Regions from separate parts of the Callithrix jacchus genome. Here region 1 is linked to region 2. Evidence: chromatin contacts called from public Hi-C data. All regions are on one chromosome and are shown on one strand. The core of a region is the stretch at or near the end of the contact, and the rest is flanking DNA. Distances in the headings are between cores, read along the strand shown. Region 1 has its middle 69 kb from the start of THY1. Region 2 holds the start of USP2 (ubiquitin specific peptidase 2).

The links. A called contact is a pair of places that touch in the nucleus more often than the background predicts.
Region 1: a Hi-C map of skeletal muscle shows a contact between it and region 2, with 2.8 times the contacts expected there. The contact joins the enhancer-like site here to the promoter of USP2 in region 2. A contact is called at or near these places in 2 of 3 Hi-C or Micro-C datasets (induced pluripotent stem cells and skeletal muscle).

The regions. Positions count from the first base shown.
Region 1 is chr10:19,129,656-19,136,363 of calJac240_pri, forward strand. No RefSeq gene overlaps it. Among named protein-coding and RNA genes, the nearest start is that of THY1, 69 kb to the left of the region's middle. Within about 2 kb of position 2,241, at least 2 of the 16 cell types and tissues checked have an H3K27ac peak or open chromatin away from gene starts, as enhancers often do. A contact at or near this core is called in skeletal muscle, where this site is marked.
Region 2 is chr10:19,030,557-19,036,498 of calJac240_pri, forward strand. USP2 (ubiquitin specific peptidase 2) reads right to left here and starts at 3,009. Exons shown (of 14, transcript XM_078339696.1): 1 at 2,827-3,009; 2 at 1,821-2,075. All of the region lies in intron 1 of LOC128929085 (a long non-coding RNA gene), which reads left to right.

The DNA.
Region 1 (6,708 bases), core at 991-3,490, 98 kb after region 2:
GCGCTCCCGCGCCGAGGTGCCGTCACAGCCGCTGCCGGGCTCTGGTGTCCTGCTGGGGACCCGGGCCGGTCCTCCGAACCTGTTTACTTTGCTCCGAGAGCTGCTGCGCCGAGGTGCCGGCGGAACCGCTGCACCGGCCACGAGAGTCGCTCTGGCCACCCGTGTGTTTCCTCCACTGGGGGATCTCCTGCTCCGTGAGCGACCAGAATTTGTCTGAAAGTGTGGCGTCCTCTAGTTCTCCGCGCCTTCCCTGAGAGCTGCAGTCCCGGGATGTTAGCGATCGGCCATCTTGGATCTTTTCGCAATGACACATTTTTTAAAAAGTTTCCTGGCAGGTCCTCAATTAAGGCTTCCTTCCCGGAGTTGTTCTTTCATAAATCATGGTAAGGAGCAACCCACCCCGGCCCTCCTGGTCATGCAGAGAGCAAAGCCTCCTTGGCTGAGGTGTGAGGCCAGCTCCCCCAGGGCTGAGGGAGGGCTGAAGAGATGCATGTTCTAGAACGAGGTCGCGGTCTGTCCCTTTGGGCTTCTCAGAAGGCCATGATCACAGTGGCTGTTTTCTGGCCTCTGGGTCTCCCCTTGAACTGAGGAGGAGGAGGTTAAACTTGGAGATTCATGGCTTTGTCCCTGGATTTTTGAGTGTTTTATTTATTTTCTCAGGCTAAGCTCCCATCTGGTGGGAAGCACTGTGCAGGTTCCTGGGTTGCTGCGCTGCACAGCCCAGACTGGACTCCTTCCCCACGAAACTCAACACACGGGGGAGGCAGGGAGATCCAAGCGCACAGAAAAACATACGAAGATTCAGCTCTGTCATCTTGTGCTAAGTGGGTTCCACATAATTCAATTATAAAACGAGAGATTATGTTTCTGTGAGTTTAATAAAAAATGAATTATTTCTCTGTCACAAAAAGTAAAGATGGTGCAAATGTGCATGGCAGTCTACACTCAGTTGAGGACATCTCCTGAGGTCACCCCTTTCCAGACACTGCATCTCCCCTCCCAAGATACGAGCTAGGGCTTTGCCTCATCTGGACCAGGCCTGGGTGCTGGCTGTGTGCAAAGGCCTGGAGCCCCAGCTGTGTCTCGCCTGGTGGGTGCCAGGTGAGGATGCCAGAATCACGAGCATCTCCTGGGCAAGGCTGCTCTTCCCGGATAGCATCAGCACCCAGCCTCGTGTCAGCACATAGTAGGGCTCACAGGTATTTCCAGACTGAGGGGAGCTCTAAGGGGAGGTGCTCAGGGCCCAGGAGGCAGGGCTGGCCTGGGAAACATCACAGCACTCCTTTCTGGCAGCATCTTCCCTCATGCCTTGGCAGATGTTCCCGGAAAGTGGGCCCACACCCTTCCCGCAAGCCTGAAGATGGCTGCCTTCTGTCTGCATTTAAACGAAGCATATCAAATGTCAATTGGCCACTGACTCATAGCCTTTCTGAGGCCACACATGCCTTTGAAATGCTTGGGAGAGCACTTCTTCTAGAAAATCTGTATACTGCACCCACCTAATTAGATATGGAGTGTTCTGGGGGTCCTCTCCACTGGCCTGCCTGGGAGGTAGCCCCCTGTAGAGCTCAGAGACCCCGGCTCCCACCTGCCTGGCCCCTCTCCCTCCAGACTCTCTGATGCCTGCTACTTCAGGCGACCCAGCCTCCCTTGGGAGATCTCCCAACCAGACTCTGCCTCTCTTCTGTGTCCACAGCTAGCCTGGGGTAGCCTGTTCCCAGCAGTCAGACCAGCCCCACCTGGTAACTCAGGCTCCTAGACCCGAACCTGAGGGGCTGCTGTGATGACACCCCCATCAGCTGTCCCTGCCCTTCCCTGGCTCTTCCTCCTCTGAGAGGCCTGGGAAGGTTCAGAGGCTCCAGGTGCTGAAACACCCGCCTCCCTGCAGAGGCTCAGCCAGTCCTGCTTTCTCCGTCTCTGTGATTCCTGTGGTCCCACCCAGTTTGCTGGCTTCTAGTGTCATGAATGCCTCTGGTTTCACCTTCTCCATCTTTGCTTTCTAGTCTGCATTGATCGTGACATTTCCACCACTCTCTGGCTAGAGCTCTGGACTCCCTTACCTCTCTGTCTCTGCTTCTCCTGCCAGGCAAACCCTTAACCCTAGATGGCCCCATGAGGGTGTCCTCTCCAGCAACTGGTCTGGCTGTTCTCCCTGTGCTTCCCTCCCCCTCCCCTGTGCTCCCACATCTCCTTTCCGCCCTCACTCCCAGGCTGTCTTCCATTTCACAGGGACTAAGGGAGGTGAGAGGGATGGTGGCACTCTGAAAAATGACCAGAGGCAGCAGGGGGTCGGGGGAGGAGAGAAGAGACTCTGAAAGTGAACAGTACTCAGCTGTACCCAGCAGGACTCAGTACTCAGTTATGCTCAGCAAGACTCAGGGTGCCCAGCTGTACTCAGCAGGTCTCAGGGTGCCCAGCTGTACCTGGCAGGTCTCAGGGTGCCCCGCTGTTCCTGGCAGGTCTCAGGGTGCCCCGCTGTACCTGGCAGGTCTCAGGGTGCCCCGCTGTACCTGGCAGGTCTCAGGGTGCCCCGCTGTACCTGGCAGGTCTCAGGGTGCCCAGCTGTACCTGGCAGGACTCAGGGTGCCCAGCTGTACCTGGCAGGACTCAGGGTGCCCAGCTGTACCTGGCAGTACTTTAGAAATACTCAGCAGTACTCAGCATGCTCTTGTGTGGACTTTGTTCCCCCAGTGCCTTGGGCTGAATTGTGTCCTCGCAAAATTCACATATTGAAGTCCCAGCCCCTGCCCAGGACATCAGAATGTGATTGTACAGTTAACCCTTGAACAACAAGGGGCCAGGGGCACTGACCCCCTCATAGCCAAGAATCACATATGACTTTTGACTCCCCTCAAACTTAACTACTCATAGCCTACTGTCACCTGCTTGCCAATGGCATAAAGTTAATTTACCCGTTATATGTTTATTGTACTGTATTCTACAGCAAAGTAAATGAAAGAAAATGTTAAGAGGAACATAAGAAAATCAACGTGTTAGTCATTAAGTGGAGGTAGACCCTCATAAAGGTCTCCATCCTCCCTGTCTTCACGATGAGTAGGCTGTGGAGGAGAAGGAGGGGTGGGTCTTGCTGTCTCATGTGGACTCATGAAGTTCAAAAACATGTTGTGCCACAATGGCCTGTATTTGCAGACAGGGCCTTTGCCCAGGTAATTAGGTTACCATGAGGCCATATGGGTGGGCCCTAATCCAATCTGACCAGTGTTCCTTGCAGAAGAGGAAATGAGGGTGTAGATTTGCTCAGGGGAAAGCCTGAGTGAAGGTGCAGGGGAAAGTGCTGTCTGCAAGGTGAGGAGCAAGGCCTCAGAAGAAGCCAGCCACGTGGACACCTTGATGTCGGATTGACTTCCAGCCTCCGGAACTGTGAGGAAATTTTTGCTGAGGCCTCCCAGTCAGTGGTGCTGTGAACTGGAAGAAACCTCGGAGGTCATCTCATGATCCACCCACTTCCGTTTACCAATGGGGAGATGAGGCCAACGACGGGAGTGCAGGGCCACAAATGGGTCAAAGACAGTGCTCCCATGCCAAGGTTGGCTCCTCAGCCTGGGGGATGGCAGGATGGATGTTGGAAACAGATGCTTGTTGCGGCAAAGAAAAATTAGTGCTGAGACAAGGGATCTTTCAGCAATGCAATGTTTACTTCCTGCACTGCAGGAAGGGTACCCTCACTAGCCATCTTGCTATAAGAATACAACGAATAAAGGAAAACAGACATGATTATCCCTTACGCGTTTGGGGTTGTCCTTACTGCTGTGTCTGATCTCCGTTGGCTAGAGCTGGACCTCACAATCTAAACTAAAACCCGATTGGCTAACAACTTAAAACTTTCCTAAACAGGTAAAAGCAATGGAGAGCTGGGACATGCCTGTGAGCACATCCAGCACAGACATTTTGGTTAAAGTACAAGGACACAGAATGTACTTTGTGCTTGTAAGCATGGCATGTCTAACAGCTACATAGGATGAGGCTTAACAAAGTTATTGGTGCACTTATTCTTTAACAAGAAAGGAAACTTTAAAAAGGAACTTTTCTAATTCCCACAGTGGAGGTGCTGGAACTAGAGAAGCTGGGGGAGAAATCGGGGGCTGCAGGTGGGAGGAGGGGGCACCCTCTCCTGGAGCAGGGTGGGCACAGTGTGTTGAGGGGAGGAGGAACCTGAGCGAGTGTAGTCCAAGCTGCCTGCATGTGTTCATGTGTGTGTGCATGCATGTGAGTGTGCAAGTGCATGTGTGTGCATGTGCGTTTGTGAGTGCATGTATGTGTGTGCAAGTGCATGATGGTGGTGTCGGGAAGGAAGGCAGGGAACAAGTGTCTCTGCCTCCAGGAAGACGTGGTTGGCGGGGATGGAAAGTGGCCTTTGGAGGTTTGACCAAGTTGCCTCTGGTGGCTTATGTCTGTAATCCCAGCACTTTGGGAGGTCGAGGCGGGAGGATGGCTTGAGCACAGGAGTTCAAGACCAGCCTGAGCAATATAATGAGATCCTGTCCCTACAAAAGATTTAAAAATTAGCCAAGTGTTGTGGCACATGCCTGTGGTCTCAGCTACTCAGGAGGCTGAGGTGAGAGGATTTCTTGAACTTTGGAAGTGGAGGGAGGTTGCAGTGAGCCGAGACTGTGCCACTGAGTTCCAGCCTGGGTGACAACCCTGCACTTCAGCGTGTACTCCAGCCAGGGGAAGACCCCATAAAAAAAAAAAGACTACTCTGGCTGCAGTGTGGAGGGCACCAGTGGGAACAGAGAGTAGCAGCATCCCCCAGCCTCGTCTCTCATCCCTCAGCCATGCTTCATGTGGAGGTGAAGGATGATGGCAGCCTGGCTCAGGGAGGTGAGATGAGGCTGGGAGTGGTACTAAGATTTGAGATCCGGGGTGACGGCAGAGTGAGCAGGAGGGGGAGTTGATTGAAGTGGATGCAGTGGAGACTGGGTGAGGGCCACTGAAGGCCACTGACAGCAGGCAGATGGACTGGTTTGGGATCCAAAAGAAAGATCTGGGCAAGAGATTGTTTTGGAATTAAGGCTAGGTTGTGGGAGCAGATATGGCTCAGGGACTATATACAGAGGAAGAAGAGAAGAGACCTGAAATGGAACCCTAGAAACACTCACATTTATAGGATAGCCTTTAGAGAAGGAGCCTCTCTGAGTTTCCTCATCTGTAAAATGGGTATAACTATGAAGGGTTAGAGAAGCTGATGTATATAGTGTTGGTGAGAACATTCTGGGAAATGCGTTATAAGACAATTTCATCATTGTGGGAAGATCATAGTATACTCACACAAGCCCGGATGGTGCAGCCTGCTTTGCACCTAAGCCGCAGGACACAGTCTATTGTTTCTAGGACACAAACCTGCACAGCATGTGTCTGTACTGAACAGGGTAGGTGACTGCCACACAATGGCGAATATTTGGACATCTAAACAAATAAAAGGGACAACCAGCCTATTATGTGCGTGACTGCATTTGTAACCCTATGACATGGTCCATGCCGCTCTTCCTCTTGTGTTATGTTTGTTTATTAACAGCTGCTCCAGAACTGTCACCGGAGAACTGGGCTTCACTGCATCGAGTCCTGCATCGAGACATGTGGTTCTGTTCATGCAGCCCAAAGCTGTACTTGGCTGCTGCTGAGCATGGGGTCAGCCAAGACCCTTAGATCTATGTGAAGTGTGCCTTGCACCCAAGAGCCCATGAGGCCCTCCTCATGAACCAGGCCCTGTGACAGGAGCTGAGGGCAATTCTCAGAGCTAGAATCTGCACTTGCCCTTTTCAGGCAAAGACAGGGAATTGATGGGCATCCTCAGGCTCTGTCCTTCAGTGCTCTGAGAGCATAGGCAGCTATCAGGAAAGGGACAAGGCCAGGGATAGGGAATGTGGAGGGAAGGGGCAGGTTTGAGGAGATCCTGGGTGATGGGAGGGGGACTCTCTAGAATAGGGAATAGATGCTCTGGGTCCCCCTATCCCAGCCTCTTACATCTCTCAGTGAAGCCATGTCCGCTGTCCATGACAGGGAGTCTGGCTGTAACCCTATTTTGGAAGCCGGACTCCCGGCCTGTGGCAGTGGCTGGAGCAATGCTACCCCCTAGTGGTCTGATCTGCAAATGCAGTCAATGGGTGTGCCAGAGCTCTCAGAGCTGCTCTGGGACCCCCACCCCACTTCTCCAGGGGTCACAGACTGCCTTTTGGTCAGCCTTAGTCCTGTCTTTAGCCACCTGTCTTTAGCCTCCAGCTGTGTGTACCTCGGCGTGTCCCTTGTGTTCTGGCTCATGTTAGCCATTGTTCTGTGGTGTATCTCTCTTACTCTGCCCTGCTGGCTTGGGCTGTTTGTTCCTCTGTGTCTCATTCCATCAGTACCCTCTGCTGGGCACTGGTTCTCTGTTCTGTCCTATCTATTTTTGACTTGCTCCCTGCCCCCCATACCCTCCCCTGTGTCTCCGAGCTGGGGTCATGCCTTGGGTCATGTCTGCCCTCTTAATATTGAAGCTCGTTCTTGAGAAATAGAGGCTTTTCTGCTTTTTCCAGGATGAGTCAGGAACTTCTGGAGAGAGAAGGGCTCAGGCCTCACCCGGCAGTGGCGTCAGAGAGGGTGTGAAAGGTCAGAGGAGCCTCTGGCTGCGCTCAGCACTGTGACAAGAGACTTTCCAAAATATGCTTACTAGTTTAGCTGGGGCTGGGCATGCTTCAGCTGGTGTCAGGG
Region 2 (5,942 bases), core at 1,759-4,258:
TAGAGGGCGTGGGTGGAGTAGGGGATTGGGGCGGGGCATATTTATGCTCAAACAGTCCTTGAACTCTGCTTACTCCTCTCAGGCCCCAGGGCCTCGGCCCCCTACCCTCCAGCCTGTCACTAGCCACTCTGTCTATCAGGGGCTAGCACCCAGTGATCCACCAGCCTCATCCTCTTGCCTGCCCTGGCAGGGGGTCATCCAAGGGAATTTGGGTCCATTTCTCTTTCTCCTGCTCCCAGTAGTTACCCAAGAGCTGGGGGAGAGAAGGAGATAAGATAAAGAGATTAGAGAATAAGGCAAGAATCTTGACTGGTGAAGAAGTGGGTGGGCCCAGGGCAGTCTCCATAGGGTGCACCTTGATTTGGGGTTGTGAGTGAGTGGGCATCTCTACACTTCCAAGACAAGGTAAAGAAATGGGCCTCCAGGAAGTATTGGGATCCTTAAGTTCTCTTTTCCAACCACCTCTGCCCAGGTACTCTTCTGGTGTTCCCTCCCCAGGGGAGAGCCCCAGTCTCCTTCCGTCTCCTCTAGGGCCTCGTCTTTCCTCTGTTCTCAGCCTCTGGGGGGGGCCTTTGGTCTTGGCCCTGATACCCACCAGGCCCAGTGGGGCGGCCTTCACATGCTCTCCCAGATTCACTGATGTCTTTCCTCTCGATAGAGTCCCAGAGAAGCTCAGATACCAAAGAGGCAGCTACTGACCTGTGTCCAGGGGCACTGGATGGGACTTGGGGGCTTCTTCTTCCCCAGCAGGGCAGGGTATGCAGTGGAAAGCCCAGAAGCTGGAGCCTGACTCCAGGCTGGGTAATCCGGAGCTCAGGTTACTGACTCCGATATATATAGTATCTTATCTGACCTCGCAGACTCGCAGAAATGGCAAGTGCAACTCACTTACATTCCAAGCCTGGGAGAATTAAAGGGGCAGTGGCATGCCCACCCTGGAGGGGCTGCCCTTTCGGGCCAGTGCCAGCCAAGGAGGTCTGTGAGGACTCTTGGAAGGGGGGTGTTTTGAAGGGGAACAATCCGGAGATTCAAGAGGAGACAGAGGACTGAGAAGATCGTGGAGGGGTGGGGGTAGAACTTGAGGCAAAAATACAGAGAAAGTGGATTTTCTGGAGCAGTCAGTCACAGAATTAGAGACAGGAAGAAGCCATACCGCTAATCCCACTCTAATTTTGAAACAGAGTAGACCTAGAGAAAGCAAGCAGCTTGCTCAAGGGCATGTACAGATAGTGAGAAGCAGAAAGGGGACTGTACTCAGGTTTCAGTCCAATATCCTTTTCTAATGGACTTCTAGGCCTGGGCTTGGATGCTAGTTCTTTCCTTTATTGGCTCTGAAATAGTGAAGAAGTCACTTACGTTCTCTAAACCTTAGCTATGAATCTGCAAAACAGGAATTTAATAATGGTCTATATTGTGAGGATTAAATAAAATAATATTTGTAAATTTCCTGGCACATCATAAGAGTTCAATAAATGATGATGATGATATTGAATACTTCCACTTATTATTATAATTAATGGTATTATTAGTAATAGTACCTTACCAGGTGAACCTTCCTAGGGAGAAAAGGAAGGTTACATCTGGGGAAGTGTTCCTTTCTAATGCCAGAGAACAGTTCCATGGTTTTCTGAACTGACCATGTCCCATAACTGGGAAGGGCAAACAAGGCTTGCCATCTTCCTAGATGTCCAGTCCACCAAGCAGAGAAAGGCCAAGCCCATTTGGGCTTCTTCCCCCTTTGCCTAGAAAAATACAGCAAGCGCAGCTTCCCCCGGGCCACCAGGAGAATGCCTGGCCCCTCCGGGGTGGTTCCACTCTACCTGTGCGAGGGCTTAGGATTCCAGGGTCACAGAGCCGGGCTGGGTGGGGTCACAAGAGGAAGGAACAGCGTTCTTAGCCTCTCTGGCCTTGGTGCACTTGTCTGCTCTCAGGACGTTTCTCAGTGGCTCTCCCTGAGGACTGGGAGTACCCAGGCTGGTGCCTCCACCCTGTCTTAGCACAGGCTACTGACTCAGCCCAGGTCCTGATGATGCACCTCATTCCAGTCCTCATTCTGACTTCAGTCTGACGTGCATCTGCAGCATCAAAAGAGGGGGGCCTGCCTCGACCTTAGCCCAATCAGCTCTCCTTTCCTCCGCTTTACAGGGGTCCATCTGGGGGATGTTCCCATGTTCGTTCCAGGGGAGGTGAGCAGCACTACTTCCAGCTCAGTCCCATTCTAAAAGCAGCCCGGTCAGGACGTTCACTCTTCAGGGAAGGGCTAGAATGGGTTGGCTAGGGCTTTCCTTGACTGTTAAGAAGTTGCTCTCTTCGGTGCACCGCGTGCCTGCTTCTGGTTTGGGATTGGTGAGAATTTCAAAGCTGCCTCTTTCTGGTTTGGGATTGGTGGAAAATCTTGCCTTCCGCTTAATTGTTGCCCCCCACCAGCCCCCAACCCCCTTTGACGATCTGACAAGCTACAGCCCCGGGAGCTTTAAGAGCAGCGAGTGAGCTGCAAGCACACGTGGGGAGGGGGTTTGTCCGTGTCACTCTCGGGCCACAGACCACCGATATACACAGGGCACAGCAAGGAGGACCCGCCGAGGCAGCATTTCCTTAGAATACACTGATCAGCACACAGATGGCTCTTCCTGGCACCCTGGGTTTCAGCAGGCAGCCCCCACACAATTGGCAGCCACAGCTGGAGCGCCCCTGCACAGCCGACTCTCGCCCTGTATTTCTAGTGCCCATTCTGCCCAGGCTGTCATGGACACCTTACTTTCTGAGCCCCAAACCGGCACTGATCCCCGAATCCTCCCTCCCGGATCCCCGACAGGTGGCACTTACCTGCCTCTTATTGGAGGATGGACGAGTCGAACCGGGCACAAGCATGGAGCTGCTGGTGAGACCCGGCTGGCGCTGGCAAGGCGCAGTGAGCAGCAGCTGACGCAGAGGACTCCCCGGCCTCTGCTCCTGCCTGTCTCTCCCCCACCTCAGCCGGGGGCCCAGAAGGGACCTCCGCGGGAAATCGGCGCCACCCAGCGGACAGCCGCCTCATCATTCCTGAGCCGGCAGAGCCACACCCCGCGTCTCGCGTCACTGAGACGCGTCACGGGTATTGGCTTGTTCCTATTATGGTGTCACTACAACCCGGCCCGGCTGGGGTCTCCCAGGCAACCGATATACACAGAGAACCACGTGGAGGAACAGCACGCGAGTTTGGAGCGGGTGGAGCAGGAACAGAGGTGGACTGGAATGTCACACGACGGGGCAGCTGGAAGCTATTGGGAAAGGAGAGGGGTCATGGAAGAAGGCTCGGAACTTGAGCCGGGGCCTATCAACTTACAGTTTTTAGGGAAGGCTAAACGTCTCCTACTCCCCTTCTCACCGGGCTGGGGGAGGTCCCTTTCCTCAGCCTCTTCTTTTTTTTCTCAACTCTCAAAGATACTCTCCGCTCATTTTACTTCCGCGAGACCAGGAATTAGTGATGAGTGCCTGAATGGGTACACGAAGGCACTGAGTCGATGGAAGGAATTCTCTTTGGTCTTTGAAGAAAAAGCCGAGACAAAATTTGAATTTTTGCCACTCCCATTCATTTTATGTAATTTTATCTCCACTTCCCCGATGTTGATGAGGAAAACCGCCCCACCAGGTAGGTGGGTACAAAGGCAAATCAGGTTTTCAACTTCAGCTATTCCATCAGTCCTTGCGGGTGCCCTTAACTCCTTCCATCTTCACAATAGAGCTCTCTCTCCATCGCTACTCTCCTCAAGTCCTTCCTTCTCTTCTATTTCCCGGAGAAATCAGACTCGATCAGGAGGGGAATACTTAAATTTCTACCTACGAACATGTCTGACTCCATTCTTACCAGGAGCAGTGAAAGAGGCACCCCTATTATTATCCAGGACCATCATTCCCTTCTTGATTTCAACCGTTTTTTTTTTGTTTGAGACAGATTGTCATTCTTGTTGCCTAAGATCCAGGCTGGAGTGCAATGGCGCAATCTCGGCTTACTGCAACCTCCGGGTTCGAGTGATTCTCCTGCCTCAGCCTCCCAAGTAGCTGGGATTACAGGCCCTCACCACCACACCTGGCTAATTTTTGTAATTTTAGTAGAGATGGGTTTTCACCATGTCGGTCAGGCTGATCTTGAACTCCTGACCTCAGGTGATCCACCTGACTTGGCAACCCCAAAGTACTGGGATTACAGGCATGAACCACTGTGCCTAGCCCCAGCTAATTTTTTTGTATTTAGTAGAGACGGGAGACGGAGTTTTACCATGTTATATTTCCTTAGGGCCCTCATTTCATCATTTCATTTTACAGATCGATATTGGACATGCCAGTCACTCTTCTAGAAAGTGGGGATATAGCAGGGAACAAAACAGGAACAATCCCTGCCCTCAGGGAGCTTACATTCTAGTAGAAGCAGGACAATAAATAAGTAGAGTATGTAATACCTTAGATGGTGCTAAGAGCTATGGGGGCACATTAAGCAAGGAGGAGGTGTCTTCAGAGAAGGTAACATTCAAGCGACCTGAGGGAAGCTAGGCATGAACCACACATAAATGTAGAAAAAGAAGTTCTAGGCAGAGGGAAGAGTAAAAACAAAGGTCCTGAGGTGGGAGCAACCTGCCACTTTCGAGGAAGAACAAGGTCAACGTGGCTGGAGTGAAGAGAAAGACAGGGGAAGAGTGGGAGATTCGATCAGAGAGGTAAGGGAATGATCTAGCTTGTAGGGCCCCAAGGCCATTCTGAGGACTCTGGCTTTTGTAGGGTCCAGCCCTACAGGGTTCTGTGAGCCCCTCCTGTCTGGTGCGGAGATGAGAAATCGTAGAAATAAAAGACACAAGACAGAGATAGAGAAAAGAGAGTTTGGGCTCCAGGGTCCACTGCTACCCAAATCGTGGAGCAGTGGCCCCAAATGCCGAATGCCGAATGCCGGGACAGGATGCTCTCACTTTTATTAAATTGCAAATCCGGGGGCAGGGTAGGTAGGGCATGGCCTTGGTGGTCAGGGACTGGGGGCAGGGTAGATAGGGAGCAGCAGTGATAGGGTCAAGTACATCACCGGTCATTCAGGTAGGGGCTCAGGAATTTCTGGCACCCAAAGTGAGGTAAGGAGCATGATGCATCAGCACCTTTTCCATACTTATCAAGAAAGAACTAAAACATTAAGATTTGTATTACTATTACTATTACTGATTAGCTTTTCTAAGAAAAAAGGAAGCAGCTGCAGAAGGGAGCATGAGAGTAGACATGGAACGTGACTGCTGAAGCACAGCATCATAGAGACAGTTAAGCCCCTGGATGTCTGCAGGACTCCCTGACAGCTGTCAGGCCTTACCACAAGAGCTTGGAGAAGCAGTTTTCTCCTGACTTCCCCAGGAAGGAGATGTCTCAGCCACTTTGGACATCTCCTCCCCTAGCTGGCTAGACAGTGGGTGCTTTCACAGCGCTGGCACTGCCGCACAGCCGAGGTGCCCTCCAGCAGCCCTTATTCAGGCGTGACAGAGGGCTTAAAGCATCTTGCCTTAGTGCCATTCATTTCACAATGTCACCCCTGGTTCACACTTCCAACCTGAGAGGCATTAGTAAAAGAATTAAGATCACATATGAATAACTGATAACTACTACAGTTATATTTCTAGTTACTTTTTTTTTTTCTAGTTACTTTCTTCTTCATTATTTATATGGAAATAGGCTGAGGCCTTTTGCTCCAGCCTCTGTGCTTATGGGATCTCCACCCTACAAGCTTTTATGAAGCTATTGGAAGATTTCAAAACAGGGGTGTCCAATCTTTTGGCTTCTCTGGGTCATGGTGGAAGAATTATTGTCTTGGGCTACACATAAAATACACTAACACTAAAGATAGCTGATGAGCTTTAAAAATCACAAGAAAACCTCATAATGTTTTAAGAAAGTTTACAAATTTGCGTTGGGCCACATTCAAAGCTGTCCTG